Regions from separate parts of the Sus scrofa genome. Here region 1 is linked to region 2. Evidence: chromatin contacts called from public Hi-C data. All regions are on one chromosome and are shown on one strand. The core of a region is the stretch at or near the end of the contact, and the rest is flanking DNA. Distances in the headings are between cores, read along the strand shown.

Evidence for each region. A called contact is a pair of places that touch in the nucleus more often than the background predicts.
Region 1: a Hi-C map of embryonic fibroblasts shows a contact between it and region 2, with 2.1 times the contacts expected there. The contact joins the promoter of PPP6R3 here to the enhancer-like site in region 2. A contact is called at or near these places in 2 of 47 Hi-C or Micro-C datasets (embryonic fibroblasts and liver) and 2 of 2 datasets of contacts at active chromatin or transcription factors (alveolar macrophages and skeletal muscle).

What each region holds. Positions count from the first base shown.
Region 1 is chr2:4,522,082-4,528,298 of Sscrofa11.1, forward strand. It overlaps PPP6R3 (serine/threonine-protein phosphatase 6 regulatory subunit 3), which reads right to left and starts at 1,340. Exons shown (of 26, transcript XM_021082696.1): 1 at 1,209-1,340. It overlaps TRNAA-AGC (a tRNA gene), which reads left to right and starts at 1,824; the gene lies at 1,824-1,896.
Region 2 is chr2:4,444,503-4,450,382 of Sscrofa11.1, forward strand. PPP6R3 (serine/threonine-protein phosphatase 6 regulatory subunit 3) reads right to left here. Exons shown (of 26, transcript XM_021082696.1): 9 at 4,834-4,947. Among named protein-coding and RNA genes, the nearest start is that of PPP6R3, 76 kb to the right of the region's middle. Within about 2 kb of position 3,704, at least 7 of the 83 cell types and tissues checked have an H3K27ac peak or open chromatin away from gene starts, as enhancers often do. A contact at or near this core is called in alveolar macrophages, embryonic fibroblasts and liver, where this site is marked.

The DNA.
Region 1 (6,217 bases), core at 90-2,589, 75 kb after region 2:
TATTAACTCATTTACTCCTGGCAAACTCAGGAGGCAGACACAGTTACAGAAGCAGCAGTGAAGAAAGTGATGAAGCCAAGATGTGAAACCAGGCAGTCTAACTCGAGAGCAAAGAGAGCGCAGGCACCAGCACCACTTAGGAGACTCCAGCGGCTGGAAACCTGGACTCGCTTTCCCACTGGCTGCCTACCTGCAACTTGACCTTGAGGACAAAACCCAAGTAAGCCTCCCGTTCACAAAATACGACAAGAGCCTCGTTAACAAGTGCGGCGAGGACGAAAGTGCCCCTCCCATAAAAGCAAAATATAAACAAAGCTCGACCCGACCCACGGAGAAAGTAAGAATCGAGAGCACTGCACGAAGCTCTGAGGCTGAGACGTCAGGACACACAGGGACCTCCAAGGACTCGCTCGGTCTACGCACAACCAAGGGTCCAAGTTGTGCCGAGAGCAGGCGGGACGGAGGAGGAAACCCCTCCAAGTTAACGGCGAGAGAGCTTCTTTAAGAGGGAGGTTCTTGCTGCCGAAAGAAGGACCACCCCCCAGCCCCCCGCAAGCTCATATTCGCCAGGGAGACCTTCGCGACCAGGTCTACGCTGGAGTCGCAGCACCGGAGTGGAAAAAAAATCGCTCGGAAGGAGATTTAAATACTCCGGGCCCGGCTCTGCGTATTCCGATGACTCTGCGGCGAAGGAGCAGAAACCCACAGAACTTGTTTCCCGGAGAGCGGAGTCCAACAATGGCCTTCGCGAGGCTCCGGCGAGCGGCCGCCTTAACTTGACACGCTCCGGGGCCCGCGCCCAGCGAAGTTCTCCGGGGCCGGCGGGCGGCGCTCGGGGCCGCCGGCCGGGGCGGAGCGGGCCCCGCCGGGCTAGGGGCGCGCCCGGTCGCCGCCGCGCCAGGCCGCGGACGTCCGCGCGGGCGCAAAGTTCGCCGCCGGGCCCTCGTCCCGCCTCGGCGCCCGGCCCGGCGCGGCCCCCGCGGCCCGCAGCGGGCGAGCCGGGCGGCTGACAGGCGCGGGCGGGGACGGCCCCGGAGCCGGGGCGCCGCGCCTCCCCGGCCGCGGAGCGGCGAATTCCGGGGGGGAGGGGAGGGGGCCGGGACGCTCCCTCCCCGCGCCGCCGAGGCCGGGCGGAGGGGCCGCCCCGCCGCCCGCGCGCCGCGCACCCCGCGCGACGGCCCGCTCCGCCGCCCCCTCCCCCTCATTACCTGGAGGTGCCCGCGACTCGCCGCTAGTTGCGCTCAGGCGGGAAACGCGCTCACCGACACCATCAGCGAAGCGCCCAAAATGGCGGACGTATCAAGCAGGCCTTGAGTTCCCCCCGCCCTCCCTCCGGCCGCCTCACGGCCAATCATGGCCCTGGCCCCGCCCCCAGTCCCGCGCTCATTGGCCTCCCTCTCCCGCCCCCTGTAACCTATTGGATCACCCTGCGGCCCCGTTGCACGCACGCCGATTGGCTGGCAGACCTCGTCAGTCAAGCGAGAGGGGCTCATCCTTTTCCCATGGACTTGACGGTTCCGGAACCTCTAGGACCCGGGAGTCTGGAGAAACAAATCAGAAACCGAGAGAAACCTGGCTGGGTCCCCCTACGCCGTAGCAACAGCAGGGCCTCCGCTTGACCGACGCTTCGGACCACCAATCCGATAGCCAATGCTTTTTAAAACTAAAATGAGCCAAACCAATCATGGCCATAGAGATGGGAACTGCAAGGGAACCAATGGGGTACCAAGACCGGAGGGCGGGCAGGCGGGCCCGAGGGCCTGAAGGAAACCGGTGATGACGTGAGCCACAATGTGTTTCGGCGGCGGAAATTAGCCAGGGTTGGGGAATTAGCTCAAGTGGTAGAGCGCTCGCTTAGCATGTGAGAGGTAGCGGGATCGATGCCCGCATTCTCCACTGTAGACTTTTAGAAGGGGGGTGTGGGACTTTCCTGGTCAAAGTCACGCTCCTTTCCCTGGGTGCCCGCACTGGGAGTCTATCAGAGTGAAGGTGGGGAGTCCCATACAGCTTACGCCGACTCCCCAGCCTCCGCGAGGGACCAGATTGCGGGAAGATAGGAGTCCTCGTTTTGCCTTGCGGAAGGATTGACACGCGAGCTTCTCCCAAAATTCTCCTCTGGCGCCCTGCCACTCCCCGCCCTCCCCGAGACAGCCCACTCAGCCATCTCCCCCCGCCCCCTGCTCCTAAAGAGAGCCACCCCAGAGAGAGCCGACGCTTGGAGATGCGGCCTCCTTCCTAAAAGCCGGCAAAACGCCGTGTATGGTCACGTGTAAATCAACTGCATGCGGTGGGGGGAGGCTTGCGGGGCCCGCTGCGGGGGAGAGAGTGCTAGGGGCACTAGTGCTCGTGGGCAGCCCTAGTGTGCACTTAGTCTATGCCCAGCCTGCGGGGGTGCGTGGGGAGCAGAGGGTCCCGGCTCTGACGTCAGACTCCTCCAGTCACAGAGTGGTGGGGTCTTCCTGAGCCGGAGGCAATCCGACCCTCAGGACAGCGAGAGCAGAGCTCTGCGCTAACTCCCGGAGACCTGAGACCCCAAGGTGGGGCCTTGGAACAGGTTGGGTTGTTCTGAGAGAGACACGGGGCGGGAGAGGAAGTGTCCGAAGTGACCGGGTCTCCGGGCCTTGAGACCAGTGCCACCCTGCCTAGGGGGAAATCACCAGCACCGGTGCTCAGGGGAGAGTCAGAATGAGGGCTCGGGGCAGGGAGGTCTGCCTGCCAGCAGGTCTCTCCCGTGACACTGGCTTGGGCAGAGATGGCCTCTCAGGCCCAAGGAGGGGAGGCAGGGAGTTCCTGTTGTAGCTCAGGGGCCTAAGAATCCGACTAGGATGCATGACACTGGTTCTATTCCTGGCCTCACTCAGTGGGTTAAGGATCTGGTGTGGCTGTGGCTGTGGCATACACTGGCAGCCCCTTGTCTGGAAACTTCCACATGCTGTAGGTGAGGCCCTAAAAAGACTAAAAATAGGGAGGGGAGACAGGCTCCCTGTGGGGCTTCCCCAGAGGACCTCCCAGGCCTGAGACATGTGACAGAGCTTGGCCACTGGGGGTAGCGGATGGCCACACCAGCAGTTTTGGCCACTGGGCTGCCTTCCAGACGCAGTTCTCTGCACCCCACTTGCCCAGGCCGGAGGCTCCCTCCACCCCACCGACTCAGGTTCTCTGAGCGCCGAAGCCAAAGGCAGAGAAAATGGGAGCCCAGCTGGAATTGGGTGGACAGGCCCCTCCCCCAGCTCACTCCTTCCGCAGAGCCTGTGGCTAGAGGCAGAAGTTCTGGAAGGAGTTCGTTGCTGGTAGTCCCAGAACAGGAGCATCACCCCATTTATGTGTTAGGTAACTGAGACCCTGAAAGCATTCAGACCTCGGCTGTGGCCCACACTGGCTGAGTGACCTCAGCTGGGCGACCTGAGCTCCCTGGCTGTCCAGGTCTTATCTGTAAAGTGCTGGTGATCTACCAACTTGTGTCCATCCTGTAAAGGGTACTGGGCCTCTAGGGAGGCAGCCACCAGGGGCAGAAGTTGGGTGCATTGATTCTGCTGCGCAGAGAGGCTTGGTGCCTCGCCCAAGGCCACACAGCCACCAAGATGGAGACTAAGTGCTTGGTGCAGAGGGGGAGGGGGAGGGACCCAAATACAGGTGACTGGGCAGGGGCGGGGGGGGGGGGAGGGCGGAGTGCAGGAGCAGGTGGCAGGGGAGGCTCACCAGCTGGAGGACCAGGTCCAGGTGATCGCAAGTCTAGGGGGAAAGAATGAGATCATCGAAGGAACTTGGGGTTTATCCTCAGCCACGCAGGGCCGGGAAAAGTTTCAGAGCAACGGAAGGGTGCATTCAGGGCTGGCTACACTTTAGAAAGAACGGTTTTGGAGCCAGAGCAGCAAGGCTGTGCTGCAGGAGTATCTCAGAGCCAGAGGAGCTGGCCCCTGGGGCCCGACACAGGAGCATGGGACAGCCTGCAGGGACCCCAGGACCGTAAAGGCACCTATAACAACATGATGCTTTAAAGAACCTGAAATATAAGGTGGACCCTGTGCTCTTGATTAGGACCGAAAACTCAACTTTCTCTTTCTAGACCCATCAGGCAGGATTATTTTGTTTGCTGCAGCCGCAGCATGTGGAAGTTCCCAGGCCAGGGATTGAATCCACACCACGGCTGCAACCTGCGCCACAGCCCCACCAACACTGGATCTTTAACCTGTGATGGGTTAACCTGTGAGGCCACAAGGGAACTTCCTAGTTAGTGTTTTATTCACCGCTGTACTTCCAGTACCTAGCACCTAGCACACAGAGGATGCTCGGTAAATAATTGCTAATCTCACTAAAAGCTCTTTTTAGGATGTTCCCTGGTGGCTCCGCATTGTCACTGGGTTGGGGTTCCAGCATTGCCACTGCTGTGACTTGGGTCACTGCTGTGACACAGGTGCAGTCCCTAGCCTGGGAACTTTCATGTGCCACAGGCACAGCCGAACAAATTAATTAAAAAATAAAAACTCTTTTTAAACCCAGATGCTTACAGTCAGTTAATCTTTGACAAAGGAGGCAAGAATATAAAAATGGGAAAAAGACCATCTTTTCAGCAAGTGGTGCTGGGAAAACTGGACAGCTGCATGCAAATCAATGAAACTAGAACACACCCTCACACCATGCACGAGAATAAAGTGGCTGAAAGACTTCAATATAAGACAAGACACCATCAAACTCCTAGAAGAGAACAAGGCAAAACATTCTCCGACATTAACCTCACAAATGTTTTCTTAAGTCAGTCTCCCAAGGCAACAGAAAGAAAAGCAAAAATAAACCAATGGGACCTAATCAAACTGACAAGTTTTGCACAGCAAAGGAAACCATAAAAAAATAAAACCAAAAAGACCACCTACAGAATGGGAGAAAACAGTTTCAAATGATGCAACCGACAAGGGGTTAATCTCTAAAATACACAAACAGCTTATTCAACTCAACAGCAAAAAAGCAACAACCCAATGGAAAAATGGACAAAAGACCTGAATAGATACTTCTCCAAAGAAGGTATACAGATGGCCAACAAGCACATGAAAAAATGCTCAACATCACTGATTATGAGAGAAATGCGAATGCTATGAGATACCACCTCGCACCAGTCAGAATGGCCATCATTAATAAGTCCACAAATAAAAAATGCTGGAGAGGGTGTGGAGACAAGGGAACCATCCTACACTGTGGAGGTACCTCAGAAAACTCAGTAAAAAACTGCATTTTGACCGAGCAATCCCACTCTTAGGCATATATCCAGACAAAACTTTCCTTGAAAAAGATCCATGCACCCCTGTGTTTATTGCAGCACTATTCACAATAGCCAAGACATGGAAACAACCTAAATGTCCATCGACAGATGAGCGGATTAGGAAGATGTGGTATATGTACACACTGGAATACTACTCAGCCATAAAAAGAACAAAATAATGCCATTTGCAGCAACATGGATGGAACTAGAGACTCTCATACTGAGTGAAGTAAGTCAGAAAAAGGCAAATACCATATGATACCACTTATATCTGGAATCTAATATATGGCACAAATGAACCTTTCCACGGAAAAGAAACTCACGGACTCGGAGAACAGACTTGTGGTTGCCAAGGGGGAGGGGGAGGGAGTGGGACAGACTGGGAACCTGGGGTTAATAGATGCAAACTATTGCATTTGGAGCGGATAAGCAATGAGATCCTGCTGTGTAGCACAGGGAACTATATCCAATCACTTGTGACGGAGCCTGATGGAGGATAATGTGAGAAAAAAATGTATACATGTATGTGTGACTGGATCACTTTGCTGTACAGCAGAAAATTGACAGAACGCTGAAAACCAACTATAATGGAGAATAGAAAAATCACTTTTATTTATTTATTTATTTTGGTCTTTTTGCCATTTCTTGGGCCGTTCCCGTGGCATATGGAGGTTCCCAGGCTAGGGGTCCAATCGGAGCTGTAGCGGCCGACCTACACCACAGCCACAGCAACGAGGGATCCGAGCTGCATCTGCAACCTACAGTACAGTTCACGGCAACGCCGGATCCTTAACCCACTGAGCACGGCCAGGGATCGAACCCCCAACCTCATGGTTCCTAGTCAGATTCGTAAACCACTGAGCCACGATGGGAACTCCTAAAATTCATTTTTAAGGTAAATAAATAAATAAATAAATAAATGTGGGAGGAACTGTCCACGTCAAGTCTCAGAACCACTGGGAC
Region 2 (5,880 bases), core at 2,454-4,953:
ACCGCCCTCCTCCGTGCGCTGCCTGTTCGCTTCATCCCCGCCGGCAACCCTGGGCAGCCACTGACCTTTGCAGCGTCTCCACAGTAAAGAGACACTTTCCAGAGTGCCGTGTGCTTGGAATCCTGTAGCACGCAGCCTCTTCACGCTGGCTTCTTTCACTTCCTCCTGTGCATCTGCATTTAAGGTTCCTCCGTGACCTTCCGGGGCTTGAGGGCGCGCTCTCTTTAGGGCTGGATGCTATTCCACCATCTGGATGAACTAGAGCTTCCTTACTGACCTACCTCCTACTGAGGACATCCTGGCTGCTCCGAGTTTTGGCAAAAAGCATGGGTAAAGCTGCTAAACAACTGTGTGCAGGACTGTGTGAACCTAAGTTTTCAACTCCTCTGGGTAAATGCCACGGAGCAAGACTGCTGGACCGCACGGTAAGAGCATGTTTAATCTGGTGAGAAACTGCCACTCTGTCTTCCTAAGTGGCTGTTCTATTTTGCATTCCCACCAGCAGTAACTGAGAGTTCCCGCTGCTCCGCAGCCTCTGCAGCACCCCGTGTTGTCAGTCAGGGCAAGTGGGCTGCCGGTACTGTTCTCACTGATTTTCTGTTATGTTCACTCTGTTAGAGTAGTTTTTAGATTTGCAGAAAAACCGCAAACATTTCTGTAGAGAGATCCCCTATGACCCATACCCAGTTTCCCCAGTATCTGACATTTGTCAAAACCACTGAACCAATACCCACACATGAAATCCATGCTTTATTCACATTTCCTTAGTTTTTATCTCAAGCTGCTCCTCCGTCCAGAATCCGCCTGGGACACCACTTTTACACTGAGTTGTCACGTCTCCTCGTGGCTGTGAGCTGACGCTACTGGTCAGCTACTTCACAGAGTGTCCCTGGGGAGTGGGGGGGTCTGGGCTGCTGTCTTTCTGAGGATCCCGGGTCTTTGGGAGAAGACCACGCAGGCACAACGCCACTTTCACCACATCTCAGCCAGGGTGCTACCCGCACACGACTTCTCACTGGCTGTCTGCTGACTTTGATCACCTGGCTGAGCTCGTAGCGGTCAGCTTTCTCCGTCAAACTTGAGTTTGCTACTGACAGACTACCCGTCCGGTTCTCTTTGACTCCCTCCGTGCTGCGATCTTTGGAAGGAAGCTGTGCCCAACTCCCCGCACGGCCGCCCAATCGTTTATTTCTGTCGGCTTGGATGTTTCACACTCTGCTTTGACACAGCACCACTTTATGCGGTGAGCAAGGGACGGCAGCTTTGGCTGACCAGAGCCTTTCCCGCTGGCCCCGGAGCCCTCCCGCAGCCCCACGGCGCGGCTTCGTCGCGCCCTTCCTTCCTCGCGGCGCCACACGATGCTCCGGGCTCCTCGCATGCACCGCTTAGCCCGGTCCTAGCACCAGCCAGTTCTCCAGGCAGCCCTGCCTCCTCTTACTGGCGGATGCTATCGGCGCGGGGTCTGGGCGCGCGGTACGTACCGGACCTCACGAAGCAGCCATCTCTTGGGTTTAACTCTTCGCCCCTCGGTAGAAGTCATGCCTAACGTCCACACTGACTGGAAACTCGGCGACGTCAGAGGTGACAAATACGCCCAGAGACACTCGCCATTTGCTGTCTCTTTTCGCTTCTAGCATTTCCCTAGAAACTTTCGTGTCGCTACTAAAATTTTCCATCTGTTCGCATACTGTCCACTTTTCCCACAAGCCTCTAACATGTTAATCACAGTTATTTTAAATTCCAGGCCTGACCATCCCAACACATGTGAATCTGGTTCTACTGAATATGCCTCTTTCCTGAGCGTTTGCTGGCGCTCTTTGCATCCTGCCTCTCTGTCCTGCAAGTTTTGGCTGAAACAGGGAGATGCCGTGAAGACGAGAGAAACTGATCGAAGCGGGTCTCGCGTGTGGGTTTGGGGATCCGTCTATCTTGGCGGCCGAGCTGCTGCTGTGCGACTGATTTCTCTCAGGGCATTAAAGACTTCCCATCTGACCCCAGCTACTCTGTCTTCACAGCTGGGGCTGGGCTGCCAGGTTTTCCTCCATGTCGGCCCCGCCCGAGCTGAAGGTCTTCCATGCCCGCCAGCCGCCTGTCACCCTGCCACCCGCCAGCCCTTCCTTGCCAGCAGCTGCTGCTCCCCGTAGGGCGGCCCAGAGGGAGGGCTGCAGGGAGAAGAGCCCTGCCGCTCTGGCTCCGCCTGCTCTCAGGCAGCGGAGTGTCCCTGGGCTGCAGGGGTGGGGCCCCCTCAGAGACCCTGCCCTTACTTCCGTGCCGGGGGTCTCTGGTAGCCCGGGCCTGCATGTGTCCCTGCCTGTCCTGTGGGAGAGAGGTTTTTCCCTGGTCCCTTCCTCCCACCGCTAATGGCCTTCACCTGCACCTTCGGGTTTCGGCGTTGACCTCCCTTCTCCAGGGGCAAGAATGGAGGAGGATCGGGGGCGGGGGACCGTGCATTTCCCCCCAAGGCTACACTGCAAGGGCGCCTTTCTCTGGCCTCTCAGCCACTTGGCCCCAGCATTTCTTGAGGGGCTCACGGATGTGTGCCAAGTCCCGCGTCTCTTTGCTCTCCCCGCACTGGAGGTGCTCTGCCCATTACATACCCATCAGCATCCTGCATGGTTCATAAAACATATCTGAACTATAACTTTTTCAGAGGAGCAAGGAAACTGTATTTCAAAGTACCCCAGAGCTCCTCGGCAGAAGAACTACATTGTGCACAAACATCCCTTTCTCCTTATTTTTTGAGTTTTATTAAAATAATCTGGAATTTACCACATTTTTTTCAACATTTGACTTACTCAATTATTCATCCCCCACACTCCTTTTAGGGCCACACCCGCGGCAGGTGGAAGTTCTCAGGCTGGGGTTGAACTGGAGCTGCAGATGCCGGCCTGCGCCAGAGCCACGGCCACACCAGATCCTCAACCCACTGGGCGAGGCCAGGGGTCAAACGCGCATCCCCACAGAGACAACATCGGGTTCTTCACCCGCTGAAGCCACAGCAGGAACTCCATCAGTTATTCACTCAGCATGATTTTAATACTCACATTAGTTTTCCCATGCCCGTTTCATTTCGTTGTCAACTTCACCAATATAGTTCCTTAAGTTCTTTATGCTACCTTATTTTTGTCTGGCTTTGGTAAAGTCCATCTCCAAGTAATTTACCACAGGAACAGAACACAGACGGAACAATGAGGTCCCATATGCTTGAAAACTCCTCTTGTCCTCACACAGCGACCCAAGTATTTCAGGGTCACGATCCTGTCCCCTACTCTTCATTGAGTATTCAGCTTTATAAGGGAGATGTCTGGCAACCCGACTTGCTTTGAAGTTAACCTGATTTTTTCTTATCCGAATATTTTTAGGATTTACTCTTTATCCTAGGGATTCAGAAATCTCATAAGGACACGCTAAGATCTTGGTCGCCTCCCCACCCCTGTCCCCACCCTCTTTAAATTTAGTCTTGCTTAGTATTTGCACCTTTGTGCTCTAAGGATAACTTACTCCTGATGAGAAATCTCCTCCTATCATTGCTTTTATTGTTGTATTGCCTCCATTTGCTCTAAGTTGTGCAATTATGTGGGTTTTTTCTCTTCCATGAGCAAACCTGTTTCCCTTTTCTGATTTATTCCTTTCTCAAGCCAGAGTCATCAATATGTCTCACAGCAGCAGCTCTCCTGCTTTTTAACCAGTTTCAGAGATGATGCAACTGCCTTGTGGCATGAGTAGCAAGATACCAGTCCTGTACCACTTGAGTAATACCTTAGGTTACTGATTACATTACTGAAGATAAGATTTACCAGGGAAGACACAGACAAAGTCAAAACTGCAGCTACACTCCCAAAATTACAACATACTTGAAGCGGTGCTGCCACGCTGCCCATGTATTATCATTAAGCAAAGATTAAAAAACCAGGAACAGAGACAGGAACTTTGGGAGGCGAAGATTGGTTAAGACTATGTTTACTATTTTGCCAGAAACCAGATGACATCATTAAGAGTAACGGCTGTATTTTCATATGTTGACAGGAGACCTCGTCTCTCCTCCTGCCCTCTGGTTTACTGGATGGATCCAAGAATGGGTAAAAAATACAAATTCCTCTCTCTAAACCCCACATTCCTGGAACACACACACACACACACACACACACACACACACAGATATATACACTTCTTCAAATTCTCATGCTCTAGGAATCAATTAGAGAACTCTGACAATTACTAAGGAAATTAGTTTTAGGTATCAACTGTAAAAAATAAAGTCTGACAAATATTAAACGGCTTTTCCAGAGCACACAAATAGGAAAAAGAGGCCGTATTTCTGATTCTGAAACACACAGCACAGAATGTGTCTGAAGGCCTCCACCCGCCATCTGTTTTTAACAGCCTAATGGCCTGTACTGCCTCACACATGAAACCCCCCAGCCCGAAGCCTCAGGCCAGTCTGCACTGGAAGGAAGCACAGATGCAAAGAGTCCCTGAACTGCCGCTTGGAGAGTGCACAGCAACCAGGAACAGCTACCCTCAATTTTCGTGAGCAAGAAATAAGCTTCTCTTGTGTTTGAGCTATTCTGCATATTTTTGTTTATTACAGTAGCATTTTGGGAACTACTACAAAAACCCAAATACTGCCAGCAGTATTCACCAAACCGTATTTTTAAACTACATCTACGTATCGCATTCATATAAAACTATTTATATAGCAGAAAAAGATTCAGCACCTGAAATTTAAGGGCGTGATATTGTAGCTATCAACCAATAACTTAATGCTTCGCTTTGAAAAATTCTTAAAGCAAACCCCAAAGGCTCACTTTCTAAGAGAGAAGGGAAACTCACGTTGGTCGTCGAGTCTCAAGTAGAGTCAGCAGTACCTGGATTGCACTGACTATGGCTGGTTCATTTTTCTCCTTGTGGAAAATATTTGATAGAAGCTGCTCTATAATTTCTTGCCTAGGGAAACAAATCAAGAGTCAAGCGCTACTTGTAAGGTCACGAACACTAACAACTAACAGAGCCCAAGATCACGGTATCAGCGAGACAAGTATTACATGAGCCCAACCTCACCTGTGCGTATTCGTTAAGACTTTATTTTCAGTACATCTACCAAGGCAGGCGAGTGACCTTGCTTATTATAGATGTTAACACACACATACCTGTTTTCCCGCCCCTTCTCTCAGCAACATCTTCCGGGCCCTGCTTGCCTCTGCTGATCTAGCTGACAGCCAGCAACTATCTCAAGCCTGGAAACACCTCCCATTCACATCAGGCTGAGGGCGGGGGTGGTAAGACTTGGAACCTTCACCCCCACAAAAGGAGGGGAGGTTTTTTGTTTGTTTGTTTGTTTGAGGGTAATTGGAAACCATAAATGTTTTCCCACAAAGGCATTAATGTATAATTAACAAAGACCTAAAAGCAAGTGTAAGGTAACATCAATGGCAGCACTTCCCTCTACCATTAAAATCTGGTAAAATCAAGACCATGTGGTAGCAATGAAATGGATTTGACAGAACTGTTGCCTCAAAAGAACTCTCCAGGGAGTTCCCGTCGTGGCGCAGTGGTTAACGAATCCGACTAGGAACCATGAGGTTGCGGGTTCGGTCCCTGCCCTTGCTCAGTGGGTTAACGATCCGGCGTTGCCATGAACTGTACTGTAGGTTGCAGATGCGACTCGGATCCCGCGTTGCTGTGGCTGTGGTGTAGGCCGGTGGCTCTAGCTCCGATTCGCCCCCTAGCCTGGGAACCTCCATATGCCGCGGGAGCGGCCCAAGAAAAGGCAAAAAGACCAAAAAAAAAAAAAAAAAAAAAAGTACTCTCCACACGCTCTTCCACTCCCCTCTCCCAGCGTGTGACAAGGTCACAGGGTAAAACGCAAGGGCGACCTGT